3 separate regions of the Mus musculus genome follow, and all the other regions are linked to region 2. Evidence: chromatin contacts called from public HiChIP or PLAC-seq data. All regions are on one chromosome and are shown on one strand. Each heading gives the region's core, a stretch centred on a gene start, on an enhancer-like site or on the middle of the called end of the contact. The rest is flanking DNA. Distances are from core to core; before and after follow the strand shown.

Region 1 (3,596 bases), core at 777-3,276, 1.3 Mb before region 2:
GACAGATATTGAATTAGGATAATTTGTCTAAAGCAACTGCAACTATAATAAGTAAAGGTTCCTTTTGCTTTTATTTATGTATTTTTTTAGACTTTCATATGTGAATATGGTATTTAAACCATTTCTATCCCTCTCTCTCCCCAACATCTCCTCCTTTATCTGCCTTGCTTCTGTGTCTTAAATTCCTGGTCTCTTATTCTTTAACTATTATATTTGAAATACACACACACACACTACATGTGTGTCAATTTGCACATACATTTCTATTTATATGAATTTATAAATATAACACATTGAGTATCTTTAGTGTTGCTTATAGATACAGATACAGATATAGATAGATGTAGGATAGATGTAGATATAGTGTGTGTGTGCGTGTGTGTGTGTGTGTGTGTTTGTGTGTCTTTAGAAATGACCACTTGGGATTAGGTAATCTATTGCAGAGAAGTTTGTCTCCAGAGAGGATGTAGTCTCCCTCCATCAGCAGCCATTAATTTCTTGTAGCTCTTCATTTAATGGTGTGGTCTTGTGAGATTTCCCTCTTCTATGTTTGAATGCTAGCTAGGATTATTATTTTTTTCAGGTCTTAGCAAATGCAATGTCAACACATTAGTAAGACACATATTATCAAGCTGGCTTAGGTAATAATAAATAACATTGTATGAACTTTGGTGACTCCAAGAAACAGATGATAAAACAAATCGTTTATCACAATTGATAGAACTTTTGAAGTGTTATAGGAAAGATGAAAAGGAAAAAGAACAGATCTATCTATCTATCTATCTATCTATCTATTAATCACATGAATTAAAAACAAAAACCTAAAGGATTGACAACTGGTCGACCTCATATTTATGTATTTATGTATTTATTTATTTATGTATTTATGTATTTATGTATGTATGTATGTATGTATGTATGTATTTATTTATTTATTTATTTATTTATTTATTTATTTATTTATTTTCGTTTTTCGAGACAGGGTTTCTCTATAGACCAGGCTGGCCTCGAACTCAGAAGTCCGCCTGCCTCTGCCTCTGCCTCTGGAGTGCTGGAATTACAGCTACCACTGCCCGGCGACCTATTATTATAAGTATTTATATAGAACAATTAAGAACAAAGTAGCATTTCTTGCTTTGTTGCTGATTTCTAAAAACATATAATAGTTTTAGCTTTATCATTTACTTCAAACATTAATTTGTTAATTTACTTACTCCTTATGCAAATACATTTAGAGTATGTACTGAGTGCATAATATACAGATCTGCTCACAATGCTGGCAAATTGAACAAGAAAACAGGAAAATTTAAAACTTACTGCAGCTTGTAAGTTAGTATTCCAATAGAATTAACTTAGGTTAAGTTAGAAAAAATGGTTATGATCATGTAACAGTGAACTATGACCATGAATTAGGTACCCAAAGACTGAATTGTTATAATGTTACTTCAGTGAAATTTGCATCTAGAAATAATATGTTATAGCAAGAGGACAAATATTTCATCTATGTACACAATGGTTCCTATGGTTTGCCATCATATTTCAGGTGGGGCAGGTAAGTTTGCGTTCATAAATCGTCTCAGCATTTTCCATAGAAAACATTTCAGGAAAGCTTGTGTAGGAATATTAGAATTTGATTTTTAACTCCTAATAATACGATATAATTTGTAAATTAATCACCTTCCCTTTGTCTATAAAGTTCACCTTAACACTGGAGTGACAAGAAAACCACCTGAGGGACAGTGGTCAGCACTACGCGTGAGAAGGCACAGGAGCATTTCCTCGCACAGTTTTGCATGCAGTAACACTCTGATGTTGCTTTCTCAGTTGTGGGCAGGATGTGTACTAGTAAATGGCCACAAGGAACATGATCATTTGAGTGTAAGCCTTTACAGTGTTTTCCACAGATAAACATTTTAAAAACTGATGAAAGAGGAAGGAAATTGGGTAACAGTTTGCTCTTTAAAAGCCATCAGCTTTGAATAGTTATTATCCCCAAGAAGAGGAAATTGCATCTGTGTAGCTGAAACTGAACTAATTCTGTTTACTTCCTGCTTCTGGCCTTTCTGAAGCAGAGAGGAGAAAATCTTTTCAGTGCCCTTCTCGGATGTCCACAAGCTAGAATTGTGTTTAAGTTTCAAAACAACAGCAACAACACCAAAAACCACTGGCCACACAACTAATTAAATCTGCATAGATACCATATACTTGGAGACTATAGCTTACAAAAAAGCCTATAGGCATACAAAGAATCAGGTGTATGCGGAAGCATATATGCATGAAGAGATAAGCCCAACTTTGAAAAACTCTGATAAATACTGCAGAAGAAATGCTCATCATCTATGATGAGTCTAAAGTACAAAGTATATTCACTCCTCCCACAGTTGAGCTACACAAACACATATTATCCTTAATAATGATTCAAAATGCAGGCTATTATATCTATTTTAAGTTGGCGAATCTGAATTCCAAAATGTCCTCAATGTCTCTTGCTTCAGAGAATACAAATAGTATTAATCAGAGAGTCAGAGACATGGTTTAGACCTCTCAAATTCCAAAAGCAGTGATTTTCACACATAGATAAACTACTTGCTTCAGTTTGGACAGAATTTCATCGCGATTAGCCTGTACAGTCTCAACCTTTGTGAGCAGTCCTTCATTGAGAGAAGAAAAATGTTAAAGAGTATATTTTTTATGTTGCTATTCCCTTTCTTCTGGTAGTCTTTGTTTTTATTTTTTTTAGCTACAATGATTCATGAATATAGAACATTTTGATTGGAGTACAAAAGGTCATTGATCTTTTTCTAATATCCTATCAGTACTGATATCAAAGAGAATGTGAGTCCATGACACTGAAGCCTACTGGGCAAGTGTCCTGGTTTGTATTCACCACGTATCTGGCTCTCTTCAAACTCGTTAGAAAGTCCATGTCAGAAAGATGCTATTGGTTCCATATGTGTGGAATTTATATTATCAATTCTTCTTCATGATGTGTAATTTAAATTGTTATACTGTGGTCAAAGAAGAAGTAAGCCTTAAGTTTTAGTTTATGTGAAACTACAAATTAAATGGGCTATTGGAAAGAGGAAGGCAACTTCCTTCCACAAAGACATTACTGATTTGCTTGTATCTGCTAATTGTAAACTACAATCCATGCTGTGTGTCATTTTGAAATTTTCTAGTATGGTTGCTTATAAAGTTAGAGTTTGTTGCTCTTAGTATTGTATACTAATTCTATGATCTATTAAAACATATTTGATACCTTCAACAATTATGAAAGATCTTCAATAAACATATAGTGCCTTTTTAAAAAATAGAAAACAATGTTGGCACACAGGAGATCACTTTGTTTGATATTGGGCCAGCCCCTCTGCACTTATTTAAATACACTTTGGAAAAATTGTATTTAACTTCATATGAGTGCAAAACACAGTGATTTCAAGTCAGAGTACTGTGTTGTTCAACACAGGCACTACATAAATCTGCTCAACAACATAAGCACGGTGCCTCAGAGCACTCTCGCGAATTAAATCGCCTGTTTCCTGGAGAGAGGAAAGTAAAGAACAAAATTAATAGTACAGCAACTGTATCTCAATGGG
Region 2 (3,534 bases), core at 12-2,511:
TATTAAGGAATTTATGGACACATTTAATTGATCACTTGTGGCTATATACTCACTAAAGATTTCTTCTAAAAGCACTGATCATTAAGAACCTTTGTTTTTAATTGCAAGATAATTGAACTAAAAGTTATATTTCACAACAAAGTAATTGGCTTTAAATTACTGTAAATGAAGTTCATCTGGTTTCTAAGGAATTTTTTAAAAGTCCCATTGTGATGATTACTTTGTAAGTTATGGGGTTCTCTTCAACAGAAGCAAAACACTTGATAATTAAAATGAGATCCTACGGCAGAAATAAATATAAAAATTAAAAATGTAATGGTTGCATTTGTAAGTCCCTAAGTTGAAAGAAAGGAAGAAAGAAAGAAAGAAAGAAAGAAAGAAAGAAAGAAAAAAGAGAAAGAGAAAGAAAGGAAGGGAACGAGGGAGAGGGAGGGAAGGAACGAAGAAACGAAGGAAGGAAGGAAGGAAGGAAGGAAGGAAGGAAGGAAGGGAGTCAAGTCTTTCATGAAAAGGCAATGAGGAGAAATTAAACTGATATCATAAACCACCACCTGTTCATGATTCAACATGAATCTTAGAATAATTTCCTCAAAGACATTCCAATTAAACATAAAACATTTGCAAACAAAAAGGCAGAGACAGGCTGCATGCTGTTTTCCCTTTCTGGACCTTGGGAGCATCACGTCAGTACCAAGTGTCTTCCTCAATCATTCTCCAAATTAGCTGTTGGTGGCTGGATTTCATCCTCAAGTTTACAGATTCTAGAGACTGTCTTGCCAGCAAGCCTCCAGAGAGCATCCTGTCTCTGCCTCCCCAGTGCTAGAATTACAAGCCTCCCACCATTGCCCCAGCTTTTTCATATGGAGTCAGGGATCAAATTCAGGTTCCTGTGCTGGAAGCAAGAGCTTTACTCAGTAACCCACCTCTTCAGCCTTGCTTAAAGTGTGTTAAAATTCAAAGTTAACTGGCATTGTAGAAGTTATCTGGCTGTAGTTTCTTGATGTCAGTAACCACCCACTTCCAATAAGCAATCACCTAAGAGAAGCAGGTGTGTGGAATCCCATGTTGCCATGACAACAAAAACCTAATTTCCTTACAGAAGGATTGCCAGCTCTGTTATGAAAAATAAACTTCTCTTCCAGGCAAGGTTTTAAAACTGTTGTGCCCAGGAAGGAAAGTCTTGAACATCTCACTCCGTGTAACTGATTATGTCCTTTGGAGTCATCCGTACCAAATGTGTCCAACAGCAAAAGCAAAAGCAAAAGCAAAAGCAAAAGCTGCTTTGGTTTCCTTCCTGAAATTCAAGTGCCAACAGAATGAAGCTTGGAGATAAAACTTCGTGCCTTCAGCCAGGAAATAAAGTAACTTCTCCTTAAATAGTAACAATCCTGGGAGCTCAATAGCTTCCTCGGAATAAAATGCTACAACAAAATAACCATAGGAATAAACTCTTATCTCAAAGGTTTAGTGTTTTCAGTAAATGCACTCTTCAAGAGTACATGATAACAGCTTCTTTGAGCATTCGGATAGTAATGTTTCATTTACAGGCCATTTTAGAAACAGAACTAATACTAAAAGATCATCTGGTCCAAGTTCTTCATATTATAGATTAAGATGTGCTTCTGATGTCGAGAGCTCAAATGAAGCCACAGGTCATCTAAGATTATTCGGTACGATGCCACTGTTTCAAATTATGACACTGTTGATTCTACTTTTCACACTGTGCAATGTTTTCTGTCTAAAATAATCCAAGTGCCCCTGCTTGAGAAATTACTTCAGAATGTTTCCACGATCAGTATCCTAAACTCTAGTATTTTTTTTCCCTAATCTTTTGCCAGGATAATGCTGCAGCGTGGAGCAGTTACATCTAAAGTATTCTTTCTAGCTATAAAAAGCTTAATAGAATAAATTGCTCTCTTGACTGCTTCAAAATCTCCCTTGACCTTTTACTGTTCTTTGAAAAAACTGATGCTTTATAGCTTTATCATTTTATCAAAAAGCAATAGTCTTAACCTAAGGAAAAGTATTCATCCTTTTGATAATTGATATTAAATACAAAACAATTTTAAGTGGTAACTTTATTATGTCAGATGCATACATTACCTGAACTGCCTTACATTAAAGTCTTGCTTTAATGAATACACAGGAATTACTTTTTTATTCCTGAAATAGCTCAAATCTATTATGTATTTATAAATAGCAATTACATTATACTGTGTATCTAAAGTATTTCTAAGCAAGGTAAAAACAATTAATTTACATAATTAGGTGAATGTGCCATTAAAATTTCACTTGTAACTAATTCTTAGCAAACTTTTCAACTCAAAACATAAAGATGAATTTTACTTAATCCCTTATTTAAATGTAAATTTATAATTCATGGGATTATAAAATATTCATATAGTAACAATGAGAACATTTGAATGAAGAAAAATAAGTCTATAGAAAGGAGATGATCCCGATTTTATCTAAGATAAAAAAGGTTAGAAACCTAGCATACCTTATGCAGTCAGGTATGGTAACTCACGTCTATAATCCCAGCTCCCAAAGGCTGAAGTTGGAGGATCTAGGCTGTGGACTAAGACCCTTTCTCATAAAAGTGTGCAAAGGAAGAGGCTTGGGATGTAGCTAAATTGGTAGACTACCTGTCTAGCATGCACAAAGCCCTGATCCCAATCCCTACCACAGAGTAAACTGGGCATGGAACTACATGCCTATAATCTCGATAATGAGCAGGTAAAGGAAGAAAAATGAGAACCTCAAATTCATCCTCAGCTACATAGCAAGTGCACATACAACCTGAGACAAATAACGCCCAACCAAATGGGTTCAATAATTGCAGAGAGATAGATAGATAGATAGATAGATAGATAGATAGATAGATAACAGATAGATAGATTGATTGATTGATTGATTGATAACATAAGCAAGAATTCCTTTTCCATTAGCTTTTTCCCAACTCTACTTTTGAAGCTCCAAGATCCAGAACTGAAAGCTGTCAATTTAGAAGCAGGTCCACTATTATTCTGCTCAAGATAATTTCTCCTACTCTTGTTTGTTTTTGTTTCTGCTTTTTTTTTTTCAAAATTATGTTTACCTGTGTAGCCTTGGCTGTCCTGTAAATCACTCTGTAGACCAGGCTGGCCTCAAATTCAGTAATCTTCCTGCCTCTGCCTTCCAAGTGCTGGGATTGAAAAATAGGAAAGCAAAACCATACATACAGCAGGGTAAGCAGAGCATGGATAATGGTGAGGTACCCATCTTTCACCGCCACCAGCAGTTTTTACAATTTTCTGACTTTATCACAATTTATCTACTTTATACTATAACCCGAGGTATGTCTATCATTAGGCTGATCAGATCCTTTTTCAAACTCACTCAAAAATACAGAGCGGGAGAAGTAGAGGGGGGGGTCACTCTTACTGGATTATTTGGTTTAAAAAAGGATAAATTCTGAATAAAAACAGAATTGATGGGCCCTGCTAAGGCTCAGCTCATCCTGCCTTAACACATCTCATCTGAATTGCTGAACTG
Region 3 (3,391 bases), core at 529-3,028, 1.5 Mb before region 2:
ATGAAGAAGGTATCTGATGAAGAGTAATTTTAACATATTTAGTTAGGCAAAGCCAAGGAAAGAATTGACAATACATGTGTTTATATTAGGGGAATGATTGAGTTTATGTTTATAATCTATGTGGGAGGGGCAATGAAAAAATCTAGAATATCAAGCTTAAAGAAAATTGTTTTAAATGAGGAAGAAGAAGGTTAAAGATTAGTTTCTCATTCACAAAGATCTTCCTGGGCTCCGCAGAGTCTTGAGACTTTTGAAAGATTTGCCAGATGTCAGTGAATAGCATTGGAGTGAGACTAAGTGTATAGAACACAGAGTTTATTGTGTGGAGGATGTTAGTCAGATGTCACAGACTAAGACACAGTGAGGAAGGATCCTGTACCTACAAGTGGCTATCCAGTTTTCAAAGTCTTTATTCTGTTTTGTGTCTAAATTATATCTCCATCAATATTTATATTTGTTTAGGGATCTCTGGCAGGGCTTTGCTCCTGTCCTGTTACAATTAAGCTAATCTAAAGTTTCCCCAATTTCCTGATGAGGAATTCTCACCAAGAACTCTACCTCTGCTCTGAAACTTCTACCAATAAACAGTAAATTCAGATTTCTCTAGACAGAAAACTACAGTTGTAGGCAATGAATCAGCCATGCACGTTTGCAATCTCTTGGTCTACCTGACTAATTCTGTAACCCAAGTACCTAAAATCTCAAGAAGTCAAGTTTGTATTTACCAAGTGAAATGGCCCAAGACCTCTAGAATCCTGTAAGTGATGGAATTTAGGACTTTTGATTGAGAGAATATTTTTTCAAACTTTTGCTTGGAAATCTAAAGTCAACATATTTTTATAGCTAACACTAAAATATTTGGTTTTGGTAAGAACAACTTTTAAAGAAATCCTCAAAGAAATACTGTCATTTAGGGTCTTATTAAAGGATAGTAGGGCCTTGGATCCTGCAAAAACCACACTGCCAGTGAGGAATAGCAGAGATCTTTCTTGCAGGTACTCTGAGTGAGTGGCCTAAATGCTGAATGCCTGGCACAAAGAGGAACTCTGAAGAGTGGAGAGAAATGGCCTTTGTATTAACACATAACAACTTATGATCAGTTGACCAATTATAGTTAGTAAGGTAGTTGGCTTATGTGGTCCCAGTTGGTATTATACAAGAGACAAAAGACTAAGATAGGGAATTATTTTCTACTGGTGATGGTGGGCTCATGCTTTTTAGTTGTAGCCACAGTAATCATCTAAGACTGTGTCTTAGGTTTGCTCTGTCTCTGTCTCTGTCTCTATCTCTGTCTCTGTCTGTCTCTGTCTCTCTCTCTCTCTTCCACACACACACACACACACACACACACACACACACACAGACACACACACAGGCACTCACTTTCATTACTGCATTCAGAGATTTCAATCTGAAGCTTGTACTACAAAGCAGCATTTATCCACTGTATCTGCCATGTTGGTAGTGTTAATACTATATTTGGCCCCAATCAAAGGTGATCACATAAAAAGTCAATAAATCACAGGACATGGTGGTACTGAAAGGCACTAGGTTGTTCTTGTAGAGTCGTAGAAATTTTGTCCTGAAATGTCACAGCTACTTAGAGCAGAACCAGAGTAATAAGGATATGACCTGAGCTTCTTAGAGTCATGTGTACAAGCACATTTTGTTTCTGAGGCCAAGAGAGCTGTAATAGACAGATACTTGATGCTGAGCTGACCCACTGTGAGAAAGTACTTCTGGCATCCCCCAGCTGTCATTTAGAATGTGAGATCCAGGATGTGGCGTGTCAACTCGAGCCACTTCAGCATATTGTGGCAATGCAGCTGTCACAGAGATACATATGTCTCTTGAGAAAAACACTCAAACTGTTTCAATCATGTGATGAATACAACTGCACAGAGGAAGACAATTTGACTGTGACACTTTTTTCCTATGGCATGGTGTTTATTAGACATGCAGAATAATGGAGAGCTGACCCCAGAACGTTTTCTGTTTGTTGACTGCCAAACACTTAATGGAAGCAGATTTCTTAGTCCTCATTTGAGAAGAAGAGGAAACATTTGGATGTTGTTCATATTTAAGCTATGAAGTTATAGTGTATGTTCATCAATGTAGGCAAAATAGATGGAGAATTTGTGGTGCATTTCAGTGGAAAAATTGAAAAGGAGAGGTTTTCACTCTTTGGATTTAATATTTTAAACTATTTTTTTTCCATTTTTATTAGGTATTTAGCTCATTTACATTTCCAATGCTATACCAAAAGTCCCCCATACCCACCCACCCCCACTCCCCTACCCACCCACTCCCCCTTTTTGGCCCTGGCGTTCCCCTGTACTGGGGCATATAAAGTTTGCAAGTCCAATGGGCCTCTCTTTGCAATGATGGCCGACTAGGCCATCTTTTGATACATATGCAGCTAGAGACAAGAGCTCCGGGGTACTGCTTAATTCATATTGTTCCACCTATAGGGTTGCAGTTCCCTTTAGCTCCTTGGGTGCTTTCTCTAGTTCCTCCATTGGGGGCCCTGTGGTCCATTCAATAGCTGACTGTGAGCATCCACTTCTGTGTTTGCTAGGCCCTGGCATAGTCTCACAAGAGACAGCTATATCTGGGTCCTTTCAGCAAAATCTTGCTAGTGTATGCAATGGTGTTAAACTATTTTTTAAAAACTCAATCTGGTTGCTCTCAGTTTTTCACCAAATTGCTCTACTTGACCTCAAACTAACTAGCAACTTTTCTATTTTCTGGCTCTTTCTTATTCTCTGGTTTCAACTCCTCTAATGACCTTCACTGAAGGGCATACAGTCATGACAGAGGCCAACTCCACTGCAGTGCACTCGCTGTACTGACTCACAACTGACTGTCTCTCTCCTCCTGCTGCTCTTTCTTTTATTAGATATTTTCTTCATTTACATTTCAAGTGCTATCCCAAAAGTCCCCAATATCTTCCCCCCTCCTCCCCAGCCAACCCACTCAAGCTTCCTGGCCCTGGCATTCCCCTGTACTGGGGCATATAATCTTCGCAAGACCAAGGGCCTCTCCTCCCATTGATGGCCCACTAGGCCATCCTCTGCTACATATGCAACTAGAGACACAGCTCTGGGGGGTTACTGGTTAGTACATACTATTACTCCTGTTGTTACTCCTATAGGGTTGCAGACCCCTTTAGCTTCTTGTGTACTTTCTCAAGCTCCTTCACTAGGGGCCCTGTGTTCCATTCAATAGATGACTGTGAACATCACTTCTGTATTTGCCAGAAACTGGCATAGCCTCACGAGAGACAGCTATATCAGGTCCTGTCAGCAAAACTGTTCTGGCATATGCAATAGTATCTGGGTTTAGAAGTTGTATATGGGATGGATCCCTGAGTGGGGCAGTCTCTGGATGG

The links. HiChIP or PLAC-seq counts read pairs in DNA pulled down with a chosen protein or histone mark.
Region 1: a contact with region 2 is called in a RAD21 HiChIP or PLAC-seq map of pro-B cells, with 23 times the contacts expected there. The contact joins two enhancer-like sites. A contact is called at or near these places in 1 of 39 promoter capture datasets (cranial neural crest), 1 of 15 datasets of contacts at CTCF or cohesin (pro-B cells) and 1 of 115 datasets of contacts at active chromatin or transcription factors (large pre-B cells).
Region 3: a contact with region 2 is called in a RAD21 HiChIP or PLAC-seq map of pro-B cells, with 35 times the contacts expected there. The contact joins two enhancer-like sites. A contact is called at or near these places in 1 of 39 promoter capture datasets (frontonasal cranial neural crest), 2 of 15 datasets of contacts at CTCF or cohesin (large pre-B cells and pro-B cells) and 1 of 115 datasets of contacts at active chromatin or transcription factors (large pre-B cells).

What each region holds. Positions count from the first base shown.
Region 1 is chr1:95,449,436-95,453,031 of GRCm38.p6, reverse strand. No RefSeq gene overlaps it. Among named protein-coding and RNA genes, the nearest start is that of Fam174a, 140 kb to the right of the region's middle. Within about 2 kb of position 2,026, at least 117 of the 459 cell types and tissues checked have an H3K27ac peak or open chromatin away from gene starts, as enhancers often do. A contact at or near this core is called in pro-B cells, where this site is marked.
Region 2 is chr1:94,144,973-94,148,506 of GRCm38.p6, reverse strand. No RefSeq gene overlaps it. Among named protein-coding and RNA genes, the nearest start is that of Pdcd1, 94 kb to the right of the region's middle. Within about 2 kb of position 1,261, at least 18 of the 459 cell types and tissues checked have an H3K27ac peak or open chromatin away from gene starts, as enhancers often do. A contact at or near this core is called in pro-B cells, where this site is marked.
Region 3 is chr1:95,604,053-95,607,443 of GRCm38.p6, reverse strand. All of the region lies in intron 4 of St8sia4 (ST8 alpha-N-acetyl-neuraminide alpha-2,8-sialyltransferase 4), which reads left to right. Among named protein-coding and RNA genes, the nearest start is that of St8sia4, 62 kb to the left of the region's middle. Within about 2 kb of position 1,778, at least 52 of the 459 cell types and tissues checked have an H3K27ac peak or open chromatin away from gene starts, as enhancers often do. A contact at or near this core is called in pro-B cells, where this site is marked.